Linked DNA regions of Zea mays: all the other regions are linked to region 1. A link is a contact called in public Hi-C data. All regions are on one chromosome and are shown on one strand. The core of a region is the stretch at or near the end of the contact, and the rest is flanking DNA. Distances in the headings are between cores, read along the strand shown.

Region 1 (3,954 bases), core at 988-3,487:
AGTTGTGGACATTGCATTCCACTTTAGTTGCTTTTGTGCTATGTTTGTGCCTTTGTGGTTGTGGACATTGCATTCCACTTTAGTTGCTTTTGTGGTATGCTTGTGATTGTGGACTATTGAACATTTCATTCCACTTTTTTTGTGGTTGTCACTTGCTAATTGCTATTAGTTGAACACTTGAACTTGTGTTATTGTGGATTTGTGGTAGTGTGGCTATGGACATGTTACATTATTATGTGAATTTTTGTTATATTCATATTTTGTCCATGTTTAAAAAGACGTTTTAAAGCTCGCTTAAATGTTTTAAAGTTAAAAAGTTCTCATGAGCGCTTCAACGTTTTATCGCTTTAATAACCTTGCAACTCAGTCACAGTCCACTGGGTCTATGAGCTAGTTTTTGGTAGACTAGTTACAGTCAGGATTTGAGAACTTCAGCTATTAGGCTATGGTCAACAGATCATGCATATGACCATGCAAAGTACTCTTTTGTACTGTAGACTGCACTGTTTACATAGTGTGGTTTGAAATAGGAGATGGAGATAAGTAAGCTGTTGGAGCCTTAGTGCATGGAGATCAGTGATCCACATGCTCAAAACATGACCTGCCGTTTACTATCACTAAATTTCTATATGCCTCTTTTGAATTATCATATTTTCTTTTTTCTTGTTGGTTTTCATCCTTAGTCTACTTGACTTGCTTGGGACTAAATGTTTTTGGTGGGGGTTAAAGATGGGAACCTGGTACTGAAGGCATGTTATAAACTGCGCTGAAGTTAACTTCCTGAGTAATTCTTCTTTTTCACTTGTAAGGTGAGTTGAGAAGTTGACATTATCATCTTCCGACCAATTTGTGCTGATGAAATTTCCTATTTACTTCTATGTGCTCTTTAGACATGATCTATGTACATATATCGCTAGAATAATAGGCATCTTGAGGTCGAGAGTTCTGTTTTGAGGGATTGAAAATATAATCAGTACTTTGCACATTCGGTCAAGAAGCTACATTATGGCATATTGAGAAGCTGTGATTTTTTTTATCATCTTTACATGAGCTATGCCATTCCTGTGGATGCTAATATGGGTACCGCTTCATTTTGTTTTCATTGTAATACAGAGAAAGCAAGGATTGAGGCTCAGGTGAAGGCTGCTGAAGCAGCTGCACAACAAAAGTTTGAGGAAGAAATGAGGGTGAAGCGAGAGCAGGAAAGGGAAGCAGCACGGCTGGCAGTACGCATGGTACAACCTGCTTGCGGTTTTCTGACCTGCAAGTTTATATGCTTGATGGTATGAAGGGATAAATCTCCTCTTGTGCAGATGAAGAAGACTGTTGATATTGACAACAGTGACTTCCTAAAGGAGCTGGAGAACTTCAGCAAAACGTGGCAGTCGAATCCACCTGGCAAATTAATCGTGGATTTTATTGATGGGGACTTGCCACCGGGGTTAGGGAGCCCTCTGGAGAGGCTTGGCCTGTTCATGAAGAACGATCTCGAGGATGAGGTGGAACAGGAAGTCGAGGACAGCGCATCACCCTCGATGGACGTTGACATGAGGAAAGATTTAGCAGGGCATGAAATGCAAGACAGCATATCACCCGTGAAGGTCATTGGCACGAAGGATGACTTCCAGGGAGCGGACATTAACACGAGGAAAGATTTCCAGGAAGACGCAGCAGGGCATGAAATGCAAGACTGCATATCAGCCGTGAAGGTTATTGGCACGAAGGATGACTTCCAGGGAGCTGTAGGGCATGAAATGGCGAACAGCCTATCACCATCCACTTTCGTTGACACAAAGAAATATTCCGAAGGGACAGAACATGAGATGGTGGATAGCATATCGCCTTTGATGGATCCTAACACCGAGGAAGGGGAGATCAGCTGCTGACGTTAGCTACACTTGTCATCCACATCATTTGTTGAGTTCGTGAGGCAGACATCCTTGCTGGGTTGTTGGATTAGGCGACATCATAAGCAGAGTGACGAAGAAACGCTATTCCCCTCTGGTTGTGTCGTAGAACAATGTGGAGAACATGTGTCAGCCGAACTGAGTAGTGGTTTTGGCTTTGTTGCGGTTTTTTTTCCTGTCGTGGTCTTGTCAGTCGGGCACTCCGCTGTATGCTGGGTTACCTGAGCTCGTCAGCTGGATGACCTGTATAAAAACATGATGAAATTAGGGAGGGGTTAATTTAGTGCTAGTATATATTGTAGGTGTAGGACTGTAGGAGCTTATGGTGGAGCCGGCTGCAGCACACAAGCTATAGCATTGTTCTCAGATTTGGTCAGCGCGCCGTAGTACCTTGTTACTGTATTCATTCTAAAACTTGAATAAAATGATGCCAGTCGCACAAGTTACTGTAGGAGTAGCTATGACATGTTATTTGAAATACTGTGTTCGGTTTATTCGATGAAAGTGACGCTTCCTGAGTTCATTTCTTAAAATTTAGTGGAATAAGTTTATTTCTCATATTAGCAATAATTATATGCCTACGAGGAAAGGTGCGGTCATGTACGAACTCATCTTAACTATATATTTCTAAGAAATGAGGTGACGATAACTATCAGGTTTCATATATTTCTAACAGTGGGGCGGCCGAATCAAGCAGAGTCAGGCTAAGACATATTTTGTCCTTCAATAAAAGCTCAAGACAAAATTACTGAGTTTTTATACATTTCCTTATTATTAAACTTTGGTAATGAAAGATTTTATAGGAGCTCCTAACATCTTTGTCTACAGTAATTATTAAACTCTCATGTCTACAGTACACAGTCGATACCAAGTATAGGTTGGCCCGGCCCGGCACAACACTAGCACTATTAGGCACGACACTATTAGTAATCGTGTACAAGTTAAAGAAGAATGTGAGTTGGAGTCGAATCCAGATTATTGATATAGTAGATGATGATAGATTACCGGAGATCCTATCACTTTGACTGGTTTTTTTTTCTAATCTGACTAGAAGTCAGTAGCCCCCGAGCGTGAACCGTGAAGTCACAAGAGGTCGGTATAATTTCCCTGAAACAATAATAAGGAGCAATACGAGTAGTATTCTTTGCAGAAGAATATTTCATTATAAATAATATCTGTATGACCCGAATAAGTCATTCAGATAAACGAAAAACAATTCACATATTCAAATATGTGATAAATAAATAAAACCACTTACAACCCGTTTGGATGCCTAGAAATGAAATCTTTTCCAAGAAATAAATTCCAAGAAATGAAATATATAGAATTCAATCGACTAGAAAGTGATTCAATTCCATTATTTTTGTTTGGTTGTACAAGCAATTGAATTCCTAGAATTAAATTCTAGATGTTGTTTGGACACTTTGCACACGGAATTTGAATTTGAATACAAACAAGGATCTTTTGACTTTGCATCTGCTTAAAAATGAGCATGAACAATTTACAACTATCAGAAACTATTAAGTTCACAAATAACAGTTCCACAAAGGCAAGTCACACATAACAGTTTCACAAAGTCATCAAGTTCGCACATAAAAGTTCTACAATGACATCAAATCTTCACATAGTAGTTTCATAAAGCCATCAAGTTCGCACACAATAGTTTCACATAGCCATCAAGTTCGCACACAAAAGTTTCACAAAGACAAGTTCACACAATCAGTTCAACACATAGATCTAAGTTCACATATAAGTTGTTTCACTTCCTTAGCTGCATCATAAGCCACCTCTTCCTCCTTTCCATTGGGAGTGCCATCATCGACTCAAACTTGCGTGCATTAGAGGTGAGGATGTCATAAAAAGCTCAAGTTCTGTGTCTTCATCAAGTCCCTCAACCTCTTGTAATGCGGCGAGAACTTCGGCGGAAGAGGGTAGCTTTGGACCGTCATCTTTCAATGCAGATGTAAGCATGTCAAACTTATCACACTACATAGAGTTAAATGAATCATATGATCTTTGTCTTTTTAAACTACTCGAGAAAGATACA
Region 2 (3,954 bases), core at 502-3,001, 220 kb after region 1:
TGACTAGATTCCATCTTCATCGTCCTGACATAAAAACTAAGAGTTGAAACGAAGGGAGTACGAGCTAGCAAGCGAGTTTTGACTCCATTTATCACTATCGATTTTAGAGCTGGAGTAATATTTTCAACAACACCAACGACATCATATCAAAAGAGAATAAGAACTCCACGGTCGCTCGGGTCGCTGCCACTAATTAAGACATGTGCTAGCTTCTAGCTTCTCTCCGGGGCTCAAACAGGTACAAATAATCTTACTCATTATGATACTATATTTGTTCTCGAATTAATATTTATCGCTCGCTAGTCTATTTTTTAACTAAACCGCGACAAACAGAAAAAAGAACGGAGGGAGTACGGTTTTATGGCTTCGCCATGGATCTTAGTTATATAGGGTTAATTCTATGATTCTAATATAGTTACGATTACACTCTATGCTTTGCCGTACCACATTCGAGTTCCAATCCGATCAGGGCTCACGATTTTAATTAACAACGACCTTGAGGCACAAGATACGATGCAAGGAAAGGTGTGGTGTGTGGAGGGCTACTGGAGCTAGCTAGCTAGCTAGCAAGCACTGGGTGATCAGAGCGACTCGATCTATCTCTGTACGTACTGGTGGCCGGCGGCCAGCTTATTAGCCTTAGGCATGTATGATTCAGAGCTGAGTGGAGCATCGTCTTGTGATTAACCCATGATGGTCCTTGGAAATGGAGACGGCAGGAGTAGCATGCCTTGCCTCACATCTCTATCTATCTATCTATCTATCTGTTTGAACGACTTTTGTGTGTGTTGTGTGTGAGAGAGAGAGAGGGGGAGAGGCAACAGGCAGCAGCAGCTCAGAAGCAGCAGCAGCAGGGGCTAGCAGTAGTGTAGTGTGAGAGTGAGTGTGGGAGCAGGGCAGGGCAGGGAGTGTGTGGAGGGAGGTGAGTGAAGAGACCTGGTTGGCGCTGTTGGGGATGAGCTGTCAGCAGCATTAGATGCTCCCCGCTCTGACACCCCGCACCTGCGATGTCTCCCCGCCGCATGGCTCCGCTGCCCCGCTCCCGTCTACCCGCGGATCACACATGACATGATACACATACACTAGTATAAATATAATACTCTACTCATCGAATTCAAGAAGCCGGAGGTGTGATATGGTTGTGGTGAGTGAATACTACCTCTCTGTCCAGCAGAAAAACTCGTTACTTTTCAATGCTTCTAATCTAAACATTAAAATCTAGCTCCGTTCTCGAATATTTACCGTCCCTCAGTTCATAACCACACAACAAATTAAAAAAAACGAAGAGAGTACCTCTCTGTCCGACAGAAGAAGAAAAATCCGATTCCGATTCTATCTATATTTTTTTAGATAATGGTTCTATCTATATATACCTACTCAAACTATCTACACCTTGGCGTTGTATATAAACTCGGTCAAAGTTAAGATGATCCAGGTTTAGTGTACTACTATTTTTGAATTGCATTATTACCGGCCGGAACGGAAGGCCAGAGAAGGAGGAGAACAAGAGGGGGGGCTTTCTAGCGTTTCTCAGGCGTGTCTCGGCGCAAAGGGAAAAGAAAGGGGCCGCTCTGCCCTCTTTAGCTCCTCTTTGGGCTCATCATTCCCAGGGCCAGGCCCCACGAGTGCTTATATTTCCCCTTTTTTTTCCAGAAACTGCTAATTACCCTCGCCGTCGCGCTGGCTCCGTCGCAGGCCAAATGGTCCCAATTGATTTGATCCTATTCATTTTTTCTTTTGTCTTAGACAATATAATTATTATATGAACCTGCCATATATATATATAAAAAAGGACAACAACATGCATGCATGCATGCATGCATGCATGCATGCACAATAACAATCTTAATTGTGAGCAGTTTTCATGAACTTTGCAGCATGCTAGTCTATCTATATAGAGAGAGAGATGATTATTGTGTTGGAACTGTGGAGTATGTAAATATATGTATGGAAGGGGAATGACATGAACATGACCGATGTGTGCTGTCACGGGATCGAGGGACGAGTGGAATCATGGAAAAAAGAGTAGTGCACGCAAGATGGAACTATGCATACATAGCAGCCTAGCACAGGCAGGGGCAGTATCTACAAAAAAAAAAAATAGGGTTGATGATGAGCAGGAGCTGCTAGCTAGCGACATAATTTAGTCCAGCTTGATTTTATTTTTCTGCCCGGTCGATCGAAATCATATATACCCCGGCCTCCCACGCAGCCAGCAAATAATTAGATAATCCAGCTCGATCTCTCCAAGCAAGCGCGTACGTACAAACTTTCCCTCTTAAATTCTCTTCTCTTCTCCTCTTCTCTATCAACGGGCCATGCACGCGTTCACACCAATGGATTGTTACGGATCCATATGCATGCTTTGCTGTGTGGGTTTGAAGTTGAACTCGACGAGTTGCCAGTCGGAAATGGCAGTGGAAACGCTCCACCACCAGAAAATGAGAAAAAAAAAGGTTGGGAGGAAGAGAAGCAACGAGGTTAGGGTATGTAGCTATAGGTCCCTGCCAGCCAGAGCAATGGCTTTTGCTTAGGAAATTAACCCATGACATAACCCAACAACACCCCCAACCCCACCCCTCTTTCTCTCTCTCTCTCTCTCACTCTCCTCAGTCATCACCATCCTCTCCCTCCCTCTGACCTCCCCGCTTCTCTCTCCACCACGTCCCTCTCTCTTTCTCTTTCGCCTCCCAGCCCCACACCTCTGATCTCCACTCCCCACACCCACATCCGCGTCTGCCACGCACGTGCAACGGTGCACACACGCCGCCGCCGCCGCGTCCTCTTCCGCTCCGCTCCCCTCCGTCCAACGCCGTCGCTCGTGCTGCATGAAGGCGCACACCACGCGGCCGGGAGAGAGCAAGCGTAGCTAGCTAGCTCCGAAGGGATCGGAGGTTCTTTTGCTCAAGGAAGACAGAAGCACGACGAGGCATGGACGCGCCGTCGAGCAGCACGAGCACGAGCACCAACAGCAGCAGGAGCGCCTCCGAGCAGCAGCATCATCACCAGCAGCAACAGCAGCGCTACCACCACCATCACCAAGCGGCGGGGCACCAGCCGTTCTACTACGCCGCTGCCAGCGCGGCCGGGATGGCGCAGTTCATGGGGTCGCGGGCCATCGCGCCCGCCGTCCCGGTGGATGTGCAGCTGGCGCAGCAGCAGCAGCAGTCGTCGGCGGCGGCGGCAGCAGCGCCTGCAGGATCGTCCGGCGCTGCTGCGGACAAGACGAAGGCCGTGGTGCCCGCGGCTGCTGCGGGGAGCAAACGGCCCACCAAGGACCGCCACACCAAGGTGGAGGGCCGCGGGCGCCGGATACGGATGCCGGCGCTGTGCGCGGCGCGGGTGTTCCAGCTCACGCGGGAGCTGGGCCACAAGACCGACGGCGAGACCATCGAGTGGCTGCTGCAGCAGGCCGAGCCCGCCATCGTCGCCGCCACCGGCACCGGGACCATCCCGGCGAACTTCTCCTCGCTCGCCGTCTCCCTCCGCTCCGCCGCCGGCGCGTCCCACCCGTCCTCCGCCTCCCGCGCCGTCGCCTTCCACCACCTCCCGCCGCCGCAGCACGAGGTCGCCGCCATGCTCGGCTGGAACCACCATCACCCACACCAGCAGCAGCAGCAGCAGCTCCTCCCACCGCCTCCGCAGCAGCAGGCGCCGCAAGATCCCGGCGCCGGGGAGTTCATGAGGAAGCGCTACAGGGAGGGCGACGACGACCTGTTCAAGGACCCCGCGGCGCGCCAGCATCATCCCGACGGCGGCGACGCCGAGGAACACAAGGCCCGCGTCACGCCAGCCACCGCAATGTGGGCCGTGGCGCCCAACAGCGCCGGCGCTGGCGCCTTCTGGATGCAGCCCACGTGGGCGTTCGGCGGCGGCGGGAGCACGGTGCAGGCGCCGCTCCAGTTCATGTCAACAAGAAGCGCCAACAACTTCCCCGCCGGGACGACAATGGAC
Region 3 (3,954 bases), core at 749-3,248, 140 kb after region 1:
CAGTGTCGGGGCTCTCAGGCAGAGTACCTCGGACAGGTGCTTCCCTGACCATATCGCCCTCCAGGTTGATGACAAAATAGAGGCTTCCGAAGCAGATGGTCGCTCCGGGGGTATATTCGATGCGAGGGCCGTCGCTGGCCCTCGTTGTCATGTCGAGATTCCGCGGAGGAGGTCGAGCTTCCGCGGCCTTAACTGCTTTGCCTTCCTCGTTGAAGGAGAAGTCGAGGCTCCCGAAACGGGTCGTCATTCTAGGAGATTGATTGGCATCGCGGCTAGCCATCCGAAGCTTGGAGAACTTCATCGTGGAAAGCGCAAAGCCCCTACCTGGCGTGCCAACTGTCGGTATTTTGAACCTCGCTTTATTAAGTAAATTTATTATGCGTGTTTCGGGCTCCGGACGGTGTGCGCAGTAGGCACGAGATTTATACTGGTTCGTGTAGGATGTCTCTACTTCCAGTCCTCGATGGCTTGCGCTACCTGCACCATTGATGATCAAAGCTCATAGTAGGGGTTACAAGCAGGCGAGAGAGGGAGGAGAGGCTCTTAAGTCTCTTATTCATGGTGGAGGTCGTTACACGGTGGAGTCCTAGCTAAATCTTGGCTTGGCGGCGGGGCTCCGGCCTCTGGGTCCCCCTCCTGTTCGTCGGTCCTTCTAAGCGTGTTCTCGTCTAGGTCCGTCCTTGTGGGTGGATCTGAAAGAAAAGAATCAACCCCTAACCTAGGGGCCAAGCCCTCCCTTTTATAGCCTGAGAGAGGGGTCGGTTAGCGGTGGCTTCCCCAAGGAGCCATCAGGCAAGGGTAAAACCAAGTGTTCTACCCGAGGCAAAGCCACATGTGCTCGTGGGCCCAGGGTCGCCTGACTGTCTTTTATTCTTTCTGGCGGATGATGCAGGAAGTGTGGGTCCAAGCGCCATCATTTGGGCTATGGCGACCCCAGGTCTTCGTAGCATGGGGCTCAGCGCGGCTCGTCGTGTTGTGCCCTGCTAGCGACCTGTGCACTCTGGCCTAGTCCCGATAGGTCATGAGCGCGTCATAGGCTGAGGGGCGCGCAGGTTATAAATGTGTTGTAGTCCGTAGGTCATAAGAGGGAGGCAGACCAACGCCTCTGCTGTAGCTCGACGCCAGACACCGTTTAATGCAGCTAGTCATTTATGACGGGTCGGTCTTGGGCTAGACGCGGGATCCTCGAGTGGATTCCTTTCGGCACGCCCCGTCCTCTGTCAAGTTCTGCCACGCCTAAACCGGGCTCAATGCTCACTGACCGATGGACTCTAGAGACCGAGGATCGTATCCCCGACACAAGGTAAAATTGTCTTGTGCCAAGATTTTTTTATTTTCTTATATTTATCTTTTATGTTTGTTTCGGTCCTTTATTATTATTATTCATAGGCCTTAGGGGGTGTTTGGTTTTAGAGACTAATTTTTAGTCCCTCCAATTTATTCCACTTTAGTCACTAAATTGTCAAATATGAAAACTAAAATAGAGTTATAGTTTCCATATTTTGCAATTTATATACTAAAGTGGAATAAAATGGAGGGACTAAAAATTAGTCCCTAGTAACCAAACACTACCTTAGTGTGTGTGGCATTACTGAAAACTGATCCACATGTCACTTTGAAGTTGAAAACTACAATTTCCACGAGATTTCAAGATTTTGCTTGCACATTTGCTGCATATAGGTACACGGATAGCGGCACGCGTCAAGTCGTGTTCAGGCAGGCACACGTGCGAGCTGATACTTGAGTGCAGCCGAGCTCTCACTGACAGAGCCACTCTGCATGCACACGCAGAGGAATCTTGATGGGCTCTTTTTTTGTTTTTGTTTTTGTTTTTGTTTTTGTTTTTGTGTGCGTATGGTATGGGCATGGATGAGCTATATAGCCATATGCATGCCTGTTATGAGATCGAGAGGGAGCTGCTTCTCGTACGCTAGCTGTCGACGAGGCATGATACATGCTTGGCCGGGGTCCATATACAAACTACTACGTACTATGCGACGTGCCGCTTTTACGCGATGAATGAGTACTATTATGCTACAATGAGCTACGCGCCACGCGGATGCATATGTACTAGCTGATTGCAATTCTCTTCTCAACAGAGGATTGGCCACCTGACCTGATCTGACACATGAGAAAAGCGACCTGACGTGGACAGGAAATTAGAATTCTTCCACAATGGGATTTGAAGAAAAAAAATGATGTATACGCCGCATTGTTTTGTACTTTGGCCGAGCTCTTTTTGCACATTATATTTTGAGGACTTTAAAGAATGAACTAACAGCAAAGTCGTGGATCGCATCATGCAGAACCTATAATTTTTAGGTTTTCCCCCATTCGAGTCGATATAAAAAGGTTACAGTTTTTTATAAGTCATAATCTATGATGCTATTTGGTTGACAAAATGTAACGTAAATAACAATAATAATGATTCACACTACTCGAGTACTAGTGGTAATAAATTTGAATATAATGTGCCAGTATTTCTAGTGTAATATCCGATTACGATGGTACTTAAGAAAATATGATTTAGCATTACCAGTTATCTATTACGTTATAAATATAGGAACCAAACAATATCTAGGTATTAGTGCCAACACAGGATACCAGGTGGGACAGACGGAGGCCCATCCTTATCTATTTTCATTTTTACCGGTACTAGTAACTGCTCGCGCCACGCGTGAGTCTTTCATTGATAAATCTACACAGTTAGAAAATCGCTATTATAGATATATAGGAGCAGCAGTATATTTGAGACGGACACATATAGAAGTAAGTGGAAATATACATGCATCAAAGCAACAACAAATTGGTCTTAATGAGCACAAAATAATGACGTTCTGAAGCTACGCAGTTAAAAAAGAATCAAATCAGATTTGTGATATTTATCTTGGGGACTGGTAACAAAGGAATACAACAATATGTATGCACATAAATATATATATACGCAGATACATCATTCAAAGCTGCAGATTGATGATCTTAAATGTAACATAATTAAAACTTATAGTTTTTCTATGTATATTAGATGCATTTGAGGTTAACTTATTATTATCGATAGTTTGAATAGAAAATATATAAATTAAAAAGGTGCATAGCTAAAAAAGTATAAAGGAATATGCTAATTATATTTTTTTCTTAAAAAGGATGAACTATAAAAAAAATAGCTGTGTTATTTACGTGTAGTGGACCGATATGTGTGGAATTAGTAACTAAACAGGTTAACATCAAGATGAGTCGGTGCATAGTCAATTAAGGGCTTGTTCGTTTCGCTGTTAATTTATATAAATTGGATGGTATTGAGTCGGTTTAAATCCATTGCAAGTTAAAATCCATCCTAATTCATTCCAATATACACCAATCCACATGGAATTGAAATAACCGAACAAGGCCTAAAAATGGAAAGAGGGACATACATTAATTAACTATGTCTATTGCGCTGAAAGCAGCATGCAAAATCAGACATAACAGAGATTGTTAATTACGTGGTAATCTATATAAACCAAATTAAAGTTGCGTATGTATAAGATATGCATACGCAGGCAAACAGAACGTACTGAAACTATGAGCCCTTGTTTAAACATTTTTATCTGAATGTGGCAATTGAGCAAATGTATTCTGCAACCTTTTTACATTGTTTTCTCAGTTTCCACATTGTGCCCAAGGCATTGACACTGGACAAACGGGCAAGCTAGTTTGTTATATTCCTACACAGGCGCTTGTCAGTGTGACATGTTATATTAAAAATAACATCTAAAAATATCGGATATAATTGCATTTCAATTCTCTTGGGTCCAAAGATTTCAGAATCAGATGAAGACAAAGAAAGTGATGTATTTCATGTGGATCAATTAATTTGGTACTGAAGATGTAAGTACAGAAGTCCCGAATGCTATTGTGCGCCCTGGTATCGTGCAAGCAATTTTCCCGCCGGATAAGGGCAAGTGGACTTCTTGT

What was found. Hi-C and Micro-C count contacts between places; a contact is called where the count stands out from the background.
Region 2: a contact with region 1 is called in a Hi-C map of ear, with 3 times the contacts expected there. The contact joins the promoter of LOC100382180 here to the enhancer-like site in region 1. A contact is called at or near these places in 12 of 25 Hi-C or Micro-C datasets (bundle sheath, ear, endosperm and 4 more).
Region 3: a contact with region 1 is called in a Hi-C map of ear, with 3 times the contacts expected there. The contact joins two enhancer-like sites. A contact is called at or near these places in 2 of 25 Hi-C or Micro-C datasets (ear and leaf).

The regions. Positions count from the first base shown.
Region 1 is chr4:211,465,709-211,469,662 of Zm-B73-REFERENCE-NAM-5.0, reverse strand. LOC100383886 reads left to right here. Exons shown (of 10, transcript NM_001346823.1): 9 at 1,114-1,235; 10 at 1,314-2,358. The coding sequence ends at 1,886. Among protein-coding and RNA genes, the nearest start is that of LOC111591370, 10 kb to the left of the region's middle. Within about 2 kb of position 2,237, at least 9 of the 20 cell types and tissues checked have an H3K27ac peak or open chromatin away from gene starts, as enhancers often do. A contact at or near this core is called in ear, where this site is marked.
Region 2 is chr4:211,248,413-211,252,366 of Zm-B73-REFERENCE-NAM-5.0, reverse strand. It overlaps LOC100382180 (Transcription factor TCP8), which reads left to right and starts at 1,751. Exons shown (of 1, transcript XM_034059840.1): 1 at 1,751-3,954. The coding sequence starts at 2,932.
Region 3 is chr4:211,321,470-211,325,423 of Zm-B73-REFERENCE-NAM-5.0, reverse strand. No RefSeq gene overlaps it. Among protein-coding and RNA genes, the nearest start is that of LOC100382180, 73 kb to the right of the region's middle. Within about 2 kb of position 1,998, at least 14 of the 20 cell types and tissues checked have an H3K27ac peak or open chromatin away from gene starts, as enhancers often do. A contact at or near this core is called in ear, where this site is marked.